Linked DNA regions of Oncorhynchus mykiss: region 2 is linked to region 1. Evidence: chromatin contacts called from public Hi-C data. All regions are on one chromosome and are shown on one strand. Each heading gives the region's core, a stretch centred on a gene start, on an enhancer-like site or on the middle of the called end of the contact. The rest is flanking DNA. Distances are from core to core; before and after follow the strand shown.

What was found. A called contact is a pair of places that touch in the nucleus more often than the background predicts.
Region 2: a contact with region 1 is called in a Hi-C map of liver, with 5 times the contacts expected there. The contact joins the promoter of acsm3 here to the promoter of LOC110530734 in region 1. A contact is called at or near these places in 2 of 3 Hi-C or Micro-C datasets (blood and liver).

The regions. Positions count from the first base shown.
Region 1 is chr8:80,031,277-80,038,596 of USDA_OmykA_1.1, reverse strand. It overlaps LOC110530734 (mitochondrial ubiquitin ligase activator of nfkb 1-A), which reads right to left and starts at 4,973. Exons shown (of 6, transcript XM_021613989.2): 1 at 4,810-4,973; 2 at 3,616-3,801; 3 at 3,207-3,294; 4 at 2,907-3,027; 5 at 2,476-2,707; 6 at 1,644-2,286. The coding sequence starts at 3,732. The coding sequence ends at 1,789. It overlaps LOC110530733 (dol-P-Man:Man(5)GlcNAc(2)-PP-Dol alpha-1,3-mannosyltransferase), which reads left to right and starts at 4,900. Exons shown (of 9, transcript XM_021613986.2): 1 at 4,900-5,239; 2 at 5,724-5,823; 3 at 6,019-6,166; 4 at 6,550-6,710; 5 at 7,064-7,184. The coding sequence starts at 5,056.
Region 2 is chr8:80,309,611-80,316,434 of USDA_OmykA_1.1, reverse strand. acsm3 (acyl-coenzyme A synthetase ACSM3, mitochondrial) reads right to left here and starts at 3,910. Exons shown (of 13, transcript XM_036986428.1): 1 at 3,810-3,910; 2 at 3,205-3,385; 3 at 2,692-2,898; 4 at 2,000-2,210; 5 at 1,035-1,242. The coding sequence starts at 2,898. ece2a (EEF1A lysine methyltransferase 4) reads left to right here and starts at 3,885. Exons shown (of 4, transcript XM_036986429.1): 1 at 3,885-4,049; 2 at 4,375-4,574. The coding sequence starts at 4,415.

The DNA of each region.
Region 1 (7,320 bases), core at 3,724-6,223:
GTTTTTCAACCACTCCACAAATTTCTTGTTAACAAACTATAGTTTTGGCAAGTCGGTTAGGACATCTACTGTGTGCATGACACAAGTCATTTTTCCAACAATTGTTTACAGACAGATTATTTCACTTATAATTCACTGTATCACAATTCCAGTGGGTCAGAAGTTTACATACACTAATTTGATTGTGCATTTAAACAGCTTGGAAAATTCCCGAAAATTAAGTCATGGATTTAAAAGCATCTGATTTGAGTCAATTGGAGGTGTACCTGTGGATGTATTTCAATGTCTACCTTCAAACTTAGTGCCTCTTTGCTTGACATCATGGGAAAATCTAAAGAAATCAGACAAGGCCTCAGAAAATATTTTGTAGACATCCACAAGTCTGGTTCATCCTTGGGAGCAACTTCCAAATGCCTGAAGGTACCACATTAATCTGTACAAACAATAGTACGCAAGTATAAACACCATGGGACCACGCAGCCGTCATACCGCTCAGGAAGGAGACGCGTTCTGTCTCCTAGAGATGAACGTACTTTGGTACGAAAAGTGAAAATCAATCCCAGAACAACAGCAAAGCCCCTTGGGAAGATTCTGGAGGAAACAGGTACAAAAGTATCTATATCCACAGTAAAACGAGTCCTATATCAACACAACCTGAAAGGCCACTCAGCAAGGAAGAAGCCTCTGCTCCAAAACCGCCATAAAAAAAGCCAGACTACGGTTTGTAACTGCACATGGGGACAACGATCGTAGTTTTTGGAGAAATGTCCTCTGGTCTGATGAAACAAAAATAGAACTGTTTGGCCATAATGACCATCGTTATGTTTGGAGGAAAAAGGGGGAGGCTTGCAAGCCGAAGAACACCATCCCAACCATGAAGCACGGGGGTGGCAGCATCATGTTGTGGGGGTGCTTTGCTGCAGGAGGGACTGGTGCACTTCACAAAATAGATGGCATCATGAGGCAGGAAAATTATGTGGATATATTGAAGCAACATCTCAAGACATCAGTCAGGAAGTTAAAGCTTGGTCGCAAATGGGTCTTCCAAATGGACAATGACGCCAATAATTCTTCCAAAGTTGTGGCAAAATGGATAAGGACAACAAAGTCAAGGTATTGGAGTGGCCATCACAAGGCCCTGACCTCAATCCCTTAGCAAATTTGTGGGCAGAACTGAAAAAGCGTGTGCGTGCAAGGAGGCCTACAAACCTGACTCAGTTACACCAGCTCTGTCAGGAGGAATGGGCCACAATTCACCCAACTTATTGTGGGAAGCTTGTGAAAGGTTACCCGAAACGTTTGACCCAAGTTAAACAATTTAAAGGCAATGGTAACAAATACTAATTGAGTGTATGTAAACTTCTGACCCACTGGGAATGTGATGAAATAAATAAAGGCTGAAATAAACAATTCTTCACATTCTTAAAATAAAGTGGTGAGCCTAACAGACCTAAGACAGAGAATTTCTACTAGGATTAAATGTCAGGAATTGTGAAAAACAGAGTTTTAATGTATTTGGCTAAGGTGTATGTAAACTTCTGACTTCAACTGTATTCTATTCTACTGTATTTAGTCAATGCAACTCCGACGTTGCTCATCCTAATATTTATATATTCCTTAATTCCATTCTTTACTTTTAGATTTGTGTGTATTATTGTGAATTGTTAGATATTGCTGCACTGTTGGAGCTACGAACACAAGCATTTCGCTATACCCGCAATAACATCTGCTAAACATGTGTATGAGACAAATAACATTTGATTTTGATTTGTTCTCCCTGGCTGGGCTTCATGCCTGGTAGAGGGGCACCACTCTGTTGATGGCCTGCCGGCATATGGGGCAGATGGGCTGAGGCAGGGCCTGGTAGCAGCTGTAGCAGCAGCACACGTGCCCACAGTCCAGTAGCACACAGCTACGGAGCTGGGTCAGGCAGATCACACAGTCATTCTCCAGGGGCGTCTCCTGCTCCCTAGACCCCTGTTGTGTAGCCCCAGACCCCCCGGCGCCCAGTGTCTCAAACTCCCTCTTCAGACGTTCCTGTTCCCAGCAGACCCTCAGGCTGCGGTAGTAGCGGCAGCCCACCCAGAGGAGGACGGCGGCCCCGGCCAGGGCGAACACAGAGGCCAGGACCCGCCAGACCACCGCCTGGTCTTCCTGCTCCAGCCGCAGGGTCTCAAAGTCTGCTGTGCTTAGGAAGTACTCTGAGCCGTCGGTGGGCGGGCGGAGCTTCAGCACCCGGTCCGTGTCCAGGATGAGCTCGCCTACACCTGTAAGAGTAGCGCCAACCTGGAAATACAGACAGACACAAATTAGTCAGGATTATTCATGCTCTTTGGAGCACTATTCAGGGGCAATAGTGGTGACCTCATCCTAAACACAATGGAACGTTTTGGGATGTTATTGTGGAATTTTAGGATTGAAGATGTAACAGGTAATTTATCGGTGGTAAAATGATCAAACCAAACTAAATCTCACCTTGAGCATTTCCTCAGTCTCCAGCTGGCCTTTGGGCTTCTCTCCACTGAGGTACTGTCCGACGATGTCGGTGAAACCGTAGGTGGCCTGGTGGAACTTCTCATGGAGGATCTCCATCTTCAGCTCTGAGGCCTCCAGGGGACACAGCACCCTCACGTTGGCCTGGTCCGACCCCACCAGGCTGAAGGGCACAGTATTCACTCTCTGGTGCAGCACGCACTCACTGTCCATCCTACACAGGAAAGGGGGGGCACAGTGAGTAAGGTGTTTTGTGTGGTGATATGATATGACAGGTTATAATTAGTGATGTATATCTGCTGAGACTAAATGTCAGATGCTCCTTGTCATATTACAGTTGATAAAAAAATGAGGATACAGATTAAACTAGTCTTTCACATGATATGTGGAGTGTCAGTCAAGAGTGTTTCTACCAGGTGTGGGCCAGGCTGTTCCACACCAGCTTGTGTTCCCTTAGCATGAGTTTCTGCACTACCCCTACGCTGCCTTCCTGGTACTGACTCCTTAGAGGCTCCCCCACAGGCTGCACTGCTCCTATACAGACACACACACAGACACACACACACAGACACACACAGACACACACACAATGGATAGAGCCATTAATTACACTAATTACGTAGGTGAGAGAGAATAGGTTTCACTCAATATCATAATAATATGATCATAGTGATACATTCAGAAATGTTACCCATTCACACAAATAACTTCACCTTCGATGACAACATACTGCAGACACTTTCCTGGTGTCACATTCAAAAGGTCTGCCAGTTTCCCATCCAAATTAATGTGGGGTGCCTCCTGAAACAACAAGCAAAAAGAAAAGCCTGTCATTCCTATGAAAATTCTCATGTCTCCTAAAAAAAAATCATGGTTTTGCACTCTGTTCACAATGTTATTCAATCCGGATTGCGGAAGATCCTTGTTATAGCGCAATTGAAATGTAAAGGTAATTTCCTTTTGAGCCGACATATGCAGCGTGTAGCCTACCGTGAATGCAGTCTCTGCAAACGCTGAAACATTGCCTTTAAAATTTTGATTGTGCTTTTGCGTGGATCTTCAGCGATACGGATTGAATCTAGGCCGTAGTCTGAAGGAATAGAGACAGGGCAGGCTACTAACATTGAGCTTGTCCACCGATTTCCTCTTTTTCCTGTAGATGTAGAAGAAGAGGCCTGATATGGCCAAGCTGGTGCCTAGACACAGCCCCTCCACCGTCCTCACTGGAAACTCCTCCATCCCCCCAACACACTCTCCACACGGTCTCTTCTCACCTCCCTTGTAATAGGGATACAGTACAGAAACAGACTGCCAAACATGTGATGTAATATGAAGGAGGTACTTTAGCATGAATGCAAGATGCCCACGCATCACTCTGACAAGCTGCAATTAAATCCGCAGCTGCCGGATTCTCTTTGAGATTTTCAGTGAAATGCTTGAAAATGTCTATAATTTTCTGTAGGACATCAAAGTGGCACAAGGCTGGTTGCTATTTCTGTTCAGCACTTTGACAGTAAACTGAATTAGGCTACTCAGAATACAAAGAGTCACAAAATGTTGGGTTATTCACATATGATAGGTTATATAACCCAAACTTTACAGTCTAAGAAACTTGATCTCAAACAATTCTAGTATTACACTGATTCAGTCAGATAAATTATGACTATTTACATATTCACTGCCTTCACCCACAAGCACAACAAAGTTGAAAAGTTTTATTTCATTGATGATTTACAAAATCGGTAGGTGGCATTTTTTAGCTTTTTTTTTTTATATAAAAGGGGTAACGTTACCTATCTCTTTCTAGATGTTTTATGTAATATGATGACAGTGTTTGAATTCAAATACCAATTACTGACTTAGGTGATTAGCTAGTACAATTATAGGGTTGACCATGTTATTTTGGGCCAAGCTAACTAATTAGAACAACCGGTAGTTTAAATACATATGACCCAGTAAAGCCATTTCTCTGATGTAACGTTAGCCGAAACAGATCTACATGTAACGAAATATCTCGTTGAACATTGACATTATGCTATCTAATATAGCTAGCTACTTATAAATAATAAAAGTACAAATTAAAGTTGATGGCTGGCTCACTGAGAGGCTAGAAATAAACATTACACAGTTGGTTAGCAAATGTTTAGTTAGCTGGAAAACCTGCCATTGACCTTTAAAACATCTTATTTGATTAGTCATAAATGTGGTCTATGTCCGCAATAGTCAGACCATAACATGACAATGGTATTTGTGCACTCTTCTGCAACGGTCAATACATCAAATTGAACTTAATCAATCACTATTGTCATTTTTTACCTTTGAAACCGCTCAAGTTATCATCCCCGGAAGAATGGCTATTTTTGTTTTGGTCATATGACATGTACCACTTCCTTGAAGCCACCATGCATCTTCGGGTGAGGCTTTCCTGAATCATGTGACGGGGTACTTATAAGTCCTGTCACATATTGTCAGTTATTTTATTTTTTTTAACATAAAAAAAAGCATATTTGGTACTGTCTTTGGTCGAGTTGTGGTGACACGTAGCTAGCTAGCTGCGTCGAAATGGCAGGAGGTGTGAGGAAAAAGTCGTCCCCTGGTCCACGGTCTAGAGCGTGGGCGCCACTTCGTACACTATGGCAGGATAAACATTTGATCTTATTCAAGGCAGAGTACACAATACTGGTCGCCTCTGTTCTGTGGTTCCTGGAGATCGGAATAAACATATGGGTCATCCAAAAAGTTGCATGTAAGTACTAGTAGCATGCTAGCAGTTTAGCTAGTTAGCTTGCCCCTGCATTGCAATGAACGTAGCTCGCTAGCTAACAGCTAGTGTTTGTCAGCTAGCTTCTGTAGTGCCACTTGTTATAGTGAATTTACAGCCACAGCGTGATTACGTCCCCTTCCTAGTGATGATGTTGCCTAGTATGAATGAAATATGTTTTCAAAAGTTGTGCCAATTTCTGTTGCCAGCACAAGAATGTGTAAGATAGACAACCAGGAATTTGAAAGCAACAATGGTAGTTTGTTAATCTAGTCTACTGAACTTTTGACACAGTTCCTGCAATTTCCCTCTTGTTTATTATTTTTTTCTTAGCACTAACATTAGTTGCTGCTGATTGTTCTGTCACCTGATTCTTTAGGTACCTTCCACAACCCAGTTTGTTGAATGCATATTTCCAAGTTATTGCAAATGCCACCTGTCACTCATTGGTGAATGTCTTCTCATGCAGACACAGAGATCGACTGGCAGGCGTATATGGATGAGGTAGAGGGAGTCATCAACGGCACCTACGACTACACCCAGCTCAAAGGAGGCACAGGCCCGCTGGTGTAAGTTCCACTAACCTATTTGTGCTGGCACTTTATAAGTTAAGGAACCAGGATCCAGGACCAGGATTGGCCTTCATCACTGAACCCCATGACAAATCATTACAACTGTGTGTGTGTTTGTGTACCTGCAGTGTGACATTTCTTAACTTGAACAAAATCAGTCTTGAAACTGACTTCCGGAAACTACCATTCCAGATACCCAGCAGGATTTGTGTACACTTTCACAGCGCTGTATTACATCACCAACCACGGGGTGAATATTCGCCTGGCCCAGTACCTGTTTGCTGTTTTCTACCTGCTCACCCTGCTGCTCGTCTTCAGGATCTACCACCGCACCCAGAAGGTCAGCTAGGTCTAAATAGTTACCCAGAGAACAGTCTTTATCTACAATTTGCTCTCTCAATATTAGAGTATCAAGTCCCAACTTAATTATGTTACTTAAACGAGTTTGAACTGGAATATTCAGTTTCCTATGACAATCTCTGCATGAGAAAATCCTGCACTGTAAAAGGCTATTCACTTTTCTTTAGATGCCTGCCTGTCTGTTTGTCTGCCCTCTCCAGAATCCTCATTCACAAAACATTCTGAAGTTATTTTCTTAGAAAATCCTTAAATCTTAAGATATTGTTGAAAAATTGCACTTACAAACTATCTTATGAACTTATTTTTATTTTCTTAAGAAGCTTAAGTTTTTGCGTAAGAAGTGTTTTGTGAATCTGGGCCCAGGTTCCTCCCTACGTATTCTTCTTTGTGTGCTGTGCCTCCTACCGGATACACTCCATCTTTGTCCTGCGTCTTTTCAACGACCCTGTAGCCATGATGATGTTGTTCGGGGCTGTCAATCTGTTCCTGGACGGCCGCTGGGCTCTGGGCTGTGGCCTCTACAGGCAAGTATGAACCCTGGACAACTGGAGCCTATCTCAGCTTAGTTCCACCTGGATCAGATCAGTTCAAGTTTAGCTTGGTTCAGTTCAGTGTGGGCAAATATGGCTGCTTTTTATAGAGGCAACCCAATTCTGATCTTTCTTTCACTAATTGGTCTTTTGAACAGTCAGATCAGCTCTTTTGCCAACAATAGGGCAAAAGATCAGAATTTGGCTGCCTGTCTAAATGCAGGCTATGGGACACAATAGCCCTCTTAATTCAGATTGGCAGAACTGAGTTGCCCAACTCAACATCTATGGCTACGTTGTCCCGTCACATGGTGAATGACAACTTCCTCTCCCTTTGTTGTGGACAGTTTAGCAGTGTCTGTGAAGATGAATGTGCTCCTGTTTGCCCCGGGCCTCCTCTTCCTCCTGCTGTCTGAGTTTGGCCTGATGAGGGCCATACCCAAGCTCTCTCTCTGTGCTGCCATCCAGGTTAGGACCTCCTTCATCTGATTTAACTGTTACATTTCGATTTTAGACACAGATGCATGTCGTAGAATTGACTATCTTTAAATGTGAAGACTATATATTATCAAATCAATTTTTTATGTGTAATTATTCCGTAATT
Region 2 (6,824 bases), core at 2,661-5,160, 280 kb before region 1:
GTGAACTGGAGTCATTATGATCCCATCCAGACCAAACCAATAGATCAGACCCAGTGAACTGGAGTCATTATGATCCCATCCAGACCAAACCAATAGATCAGACACAGTGAACTAGAGCCTTTATGATCCCATCCAGACCAAACCAATAGATCAGACACAGTGAACTGGAGCCATTATGATCCCATCCAGACCAAACCAATAGATCAGACACAGTGAACTGGAGCCATTGTGATCCCATCCAGACCAAACCAATAGATCAGACACAGTGAACTAGAGCCTTTATGATCCCATCCAGACCAAACCAATAGATCACACACAGTGAACTGGAGTCATTATGATCCCATCCAGACCAAACCAATAGATCAGACACAGTGAACTGGAGCCATTATGATCCCATCCAGACCAAACCAATAGATCAGACACAGTGAACTGGAGCCATTATGATCCCATCCAGACCAAACCAATAGATCAGACACAGTGAACTGGAGCCATTATGATCCCATCCAGACCAAACCAATAGATCAGACACAGTGAACTGGAGCCATTATGATCCCATCCAGACCAAACCAATAGATCAGACACAGTGAACTGGAGCCATTATGATCCCATCCAGACCAAACCAATAGATCACACACAGTGAACTGGAGCCATTATGATCCCATCCAGACCAAACCAATAGATCAGACATGGTGAACTGGAGCCATTATGATCCCATCCAGACCAAACCAATAGATCAGACACAGTGAACTGGAGCCATTATGATCCCATCCAGACCAAACCAATAGATCAGACACAGTGAACTGGAGCCATTATGATCCCATCCAGACAAAACCAATAGATCAGACACAGTGAACTGGAGCCATTATGATCCCATCCCATCCAAATCAAATTGGTCACATACACATATTTAAGAGATGTTATTGCGGGTGAGGCAAAAAACATAGTAAAATAATGGAATTAAGAAATATATAAATATATGGTCCTTTCTATGACAAGTGTCTTTGGAATTTTTTTCTGACCTAAGTTATCTTTACCTCACCAGATCTCCAAAGTTCTTCCAGCCCTCTCTCTTGGTGGGGGACACCAGTATTTTGTGCTGCAGGCTGGAGCACTGAGAGGCCACGGCATCGAGCAGGGGGGCCAGGGACTCGTCTGTGATGACACAGCGGGCCCCAGAGGTCTGCAGCCGGTGGAGGATGTCCCTGGCTGTCATCTGAGAGGTGCCTGGCAGCAGCACTGTTCCTGTGGGGGACATGGGACTTCACCAGGGATATAAGATTTTCCTGAAGGGAAATCTTGCGGCCCTAGTCATAGCTAATGACAAGGCACTGGAATAAATAAGGTTGTACATTTTTCCTGTTCAGGTCAGGAGGTCAGATAGTACACCCGGCCCTAGGCATCACATTTATATTGAATTATTTTATTAATTTAGCAGCTTGTCTCCAAAACTATTTCAATTGTATTGCCCCAAACATATTTATTGAACTAAACATATGCTATCTGATAGCATTATGTCTGGACGAGTGGTATTCAAAGTCAGGGTCGACGGGGGGATTTCAGTGTGGTCGACGGGGGGATTTCAGTGGGGTCGATGGGGGGATTTCAGTGGGGTCGACGGGGGGATTTCAGTGGGGTCGACAAATAAAAAATAGTTTGATTTTGGGGGGATCCAAAAATGAAGAGGACAGATTATATTATGGGAACAATATACAAATGTTATTGAAAAATATATTTGACAAATAAATTGTACTAAGTAAGTAAATAAATGTACGTATTGGTTCTCTTAGAGCAGATATTCCCAAAGGCAAAGCCGTCGGGGGTACGCCTAATAAAAATGTGAATCACCAGATTTTCTAGTGACAAAAATTGGGTCCCCAGAAATTCTGGGGAAAAAAATGTGGTCCCCGCTGAAAAAGTTTCAATATCACTGGTCTAGACAATGCAATTTTGATTCTATTATGAAGTCTTGGATTTCTGGATTAGATCTTTTCTAGCTCACCGGTTCTGAGACAGGCCACATTGACGAGCCACCACTCTGGAACCCTGGGTAGTACCAGAAACACCCTGTCCTGCTGGTTGAGACCACAGGCACCTGACAGAACATTGGCCAGTCTTCTGGAGTGGAAGCCCAGCTCCTCAAAACTCCACCTCACCTCCTGCTTTCTGTCATTCACCCACCAGAAGGCAGGGTTAGATCCTTTCTCTCCTTTCTGAAATAAACCATGGTGATTTCACATTTACATTTGAGTTCATCTGAAACCGTAAAGTTTAATGTAGAACATATCCCTCTGCCAATATGAATGATATGTCAACTATCCTGCTACCTAAAGGCGGTCATCATGATGATGTTGTCATAACACTGACATAACACGTCATTACGAGTTATAACAACTATGTCACAGTCAGAGGGTTCAAGTCAAGTGTTACCATTTTTTCATTCCCCCATGATAATATATGCAACGGACAGTGCTTGACTTGGGGAGGAGCTCACCTGAGTAGAGTACCGGCAGCTCAAATGTTCTTCTGCTTGAGCTCCTGTTCCTCTTATAGAATACTAGCTCAATGTATTGTGGAGCTCCTGCACCTAAATATAAACAGTACTGGCACCCTAAACGAGTACTGAAAGCTATTTCATCCAAGTCAAGCACTGGAAATGAAAGTTGAAGGTTAGATAAACAAGGTATACTCTACCTTTTCTTTCTCTGCCCACACATCAAGCACATCTTCTGCAAAGTTGAAGTACTCAGGTATCTGGGGGCTGTATTGTTGTTTGATACTCTCATAGCCAGTAAAGTTTTGAGGAGGAGATACCCTATGTCCACGGATCTGACATTTAAAGTTACTTGGGAATATACTGAGTGCCTTCAGTTGAAATGACACTTTCCCAATGGCCCTCATCTGCAAAGGAAAAAAAACACTACTTAATAAAATACTTGTAGATGCAGTAGAAACAATACTGTTTAGAGCAAGAACAATCTCTTTCTCTCATTTTATGCATCATGCAAATGACTTTGGAAGACATTCTTACCAGTTATATTAAAGCCATTCAGTAGAGACAAATTGTGCAACTAGTATTTTTATGGCAACAGTTGACAAGCAGAGAAGAACACTGTACAGAACGTATACAGTTGATACATTAAGGTATCATTAAGTATCACGCTTAGAAAGTATCATGCTTAAGTTTAAACCCCTCTCAAACCCTACCTCTCAAATCGTCGTGTTGTTTGCGGTTTATGTTGCTCTGTCTGCGGGCTGAAAATAAGGAATGGCGCCCAAGAAATGTCTCCATAAAGGGTCGAGTGAAAAGGAAGGAATACTAGGGCTCAACTCCGACACAGGGAGAGATCTGTTCATTCCATGACCTGAATGGGTGAACTATTAAAATCTGCAGGAAGTAGGCGTGGTGTTATAAATGCACATGTAAAAGTTAAAACGTGTTTACTTAATTACACAACAATTGAAAGGAAACCACTAATATGTTTCAGACCAAAATTAGAGTAATATGACACCACAAAAACATTGCTTATTAATAGTCTTTATGGTTATTATAGCGCCTAATAAATACGTGTTTTTCTGTCCAAAATATTAGTCTACCGTGCAGACTAGATGAAGAGCTGTTGCCATTGGATCTTACATTAAATCATCACCCACGAACTGGGCCAATCTGTCACAATGTAGCCTAACAATTTCATCCTCGTTTTACACACATGAAAACTGCACAGTTAATGTCATGTGATTGCAAACGGACGGACATCAATGAAAGTGAAGACGTTGTCACAACAGTAGTAGGCAATGTCGCAGACTTTTACCAGGTGTATTTGCAGATACAGCTGATCCCGCTACACTGTAACGTCGGTTCCTCAGATGTGATCAGATGGGATATCATTGCCCCAGGATGCTTTGCGCGGAGAGTATGACGGACTGTTTCCTGCGAGCAACACGTGGAATATGGATAACGCTCCAATGAACAGCTAGCCTATATGTTCCTTTCATTTCATTTCAAATTATTTTCATGAAAACTGCATGAAGTGAGGACATAACTGACTGACGTAAGCGAACAAGAGTTTACAATGTCACATGGGCATTCAGCGTAAAACGTAGCTAGATAGATAGATGGCTATGGCTACATAGCGATGATCATAGACAGTACTGTATGTAAACACGTTGTGGTGTTGTCGTTGGTTTAGACGAGCACAGCCACAACCTGTGGCAGTCATCATAACATAACACTGTCAACAGTCTAGTTAATTACATTGATCTATAATCAACTCAGCAATGCCATTCACAACATAAGGGTGACTGACAAAATAATTGATGTTCCATTTTATACAGAAAAGCATCAATTCTGTTTTAATTTCTATACATTGTGTATAGCTATCATTGCATTCCTTGTACAGTGAAGGACAGCGTGGGGATGGAGTATCTACCCGACCGTAACTCCAGGTATAAAGACGTGGACTACTGGGATGAGAGGTACAAGACAGAGAAGTCGTTTGAATGGTTCGGAGACTTCTCCAAGTTCCAGCATCTACTTCAGCGTCACGTCATGAAGGACGATGCCATCCTTGTGCTTGGTATGTGTTCTGACCTTACTTGCCTACTTGTCTTTATTTCTGAAGAAATCTTGGACATTGTGAAAATTACATTCGTGAAGACCTTACTGCATCAATGGAATGTTTGTCTCATCATTTAGTAATTTATTTGGAAAGAGGGAAACAGTGCTTTATAACGCGGCAGACCACAAGATGGCGCTGCAAGACAACGTTTGAACATGTCCATGTTCAGTATCGTCATAATATTATAATACCGTCCCTTGCAAATTCTTCAGCCCCTGGTTACATCATTCTACAGAAGCGGTTGAAAGTCATTTGTAGAGATTTTTGTACCTAGGTTTTGTACCTATTCAGTGCTTGATATGCATGCTTAATATACATTAATTTGAGCTACAAACATTTGCTGTTCAGCACACATCTGGATACTTTCACATTTGCATTCAGATTGCAAAATGTTAGCCACGCTGCCGTTATTGGAATGTAAGTCATAAACAGCATGGCTAGAGTATATATTACTGTTGTTAGCTATCCTTCAAACATTACCCAAGCACTTGTTTTGCCACTACATTGCAGATATTGTATTCGTCCCAGTAGTTAAAGCGGTTCCTTGTGGAATATTATAGAATCTAACAGTTAGTTGATGTTGACAAAGGTGTTAAACATGGTTGCATTATTTTGACGGAATATCCCTCAAAAAACGGTTTGATAGAGCCCTGGAATAATATTATTATCCCAGTGCAGAGGATTCCAAAGCCAACCTTGCTGATATAATTGTTTCCCTGGTTTGAAGTGTTGTACTGTAGTGGCAGTGACCATGCGGAGGCTTAGGGGGGCGCTGTTGCTAGTGGTCTGTTGTCAGTCACTGTAGGGTCCCTGTTTATGTATGCGCAGCAGAGCAGCACTCTTGGTTGGGAGTGTGTGTGTGTGTGTGTGGAGGGTTCAATGCTGAACAATTGTGTCAGCGAACGACAGGGGCTTCCTGGACTATGATGGGGGTAAGACCGGTGTTGTCAGGACCTAGGCACTAGGCTCGCACTCCTCCACGGAAATCTCCTGTCATTCTCTCCTGTAGTTTTTCTCGTCTATCACTTGACCCTGGGATCAAACAGGCTCATTAAAAAAATATATATATTTATTTCACCTTTATTTAACCAGGTAGGCAAGTAGAGAACAAGTTCTCATTTACAACTGCGACCTGGCCAAGATAAAGCAAAGCAGTTCGACACATACAACGACACAGAGTTACACATGGAGTAAAACAAACATACAGTCAATAATACAGTATAAACAAGTCTATATACAATGTGAGCAAATGAGGTGAGAAGGGAGGTAAAGGCAAAAAAAGGCCATGGTGGCGAAGTAAATACAATATAGCAAGTAAGACACTGGAATGGTAGATTTGCAGTGGAAGAATGTGCAAAGTAGAAATAATGGGGTGCAAAGGAGCAAAATAAATAAATAAATACAGTAGGGGAAGAGGTAGTTGTTTGGCCTAAATTATAGATGGGCTATGTACAGGTGCAGTAATCTGTGAGCTGCTCTGACAGTTGGTGCTTAAAGCTAGTGAGGAAGACAAGTGTTTCCAGTTTCAGAGATTTTTGTAGTTCGTTCCAGTCATTGGCAGCAGAGAACTGGAAGGAGAGGCGGCCAAAGGAAGAATTGGTTTTGGGGGTGACCAGAGAGATATACTTGCTGGAGCGCGTGCTACAGGTGGGAGATGCTATTTTTTACATTTTTAAATTTATTTGTAATTTATTTCACCTTTATTTAACCAGGTAGGCTAGTTGAGAACAAGTTCTCATTTACAACTGTGACCTGGCCAAGATAAAGCATAGCAGTGTGAACGGACAACAACACAGAGTTACACATGGAATAAACAATTAACAAGTCAATAACACAGTAGAAAAAAGAAAAAAAAAGAGTCTACTTTGAAGAATCTCAAATATAACATAGATTTTGATTTGTTTAACACTTTTCTGGTTACTACATGATTCTATATACATTGTGTGCAAAAGGCATGAGGAGGTAGGCGAATAATTACAATTTAGCAGATTAACACTGGAGTGATAAATGATCAGATGATGATGTGCAAGTAGAAATACTGGTGTGCAAAAGAGCAGAAAAGTATATGAATAAAAACAGTATGGGGATGAGGTAGGTCAATTGGGTGGGCTATTTACCGATGGACTATGTACAGCTGTAGCGATCGGTTAGCTGCTCAGATAGTGGTGAGCTGAGATAAAGGGGTACTTTACCTAGCAGGGTCTTGTA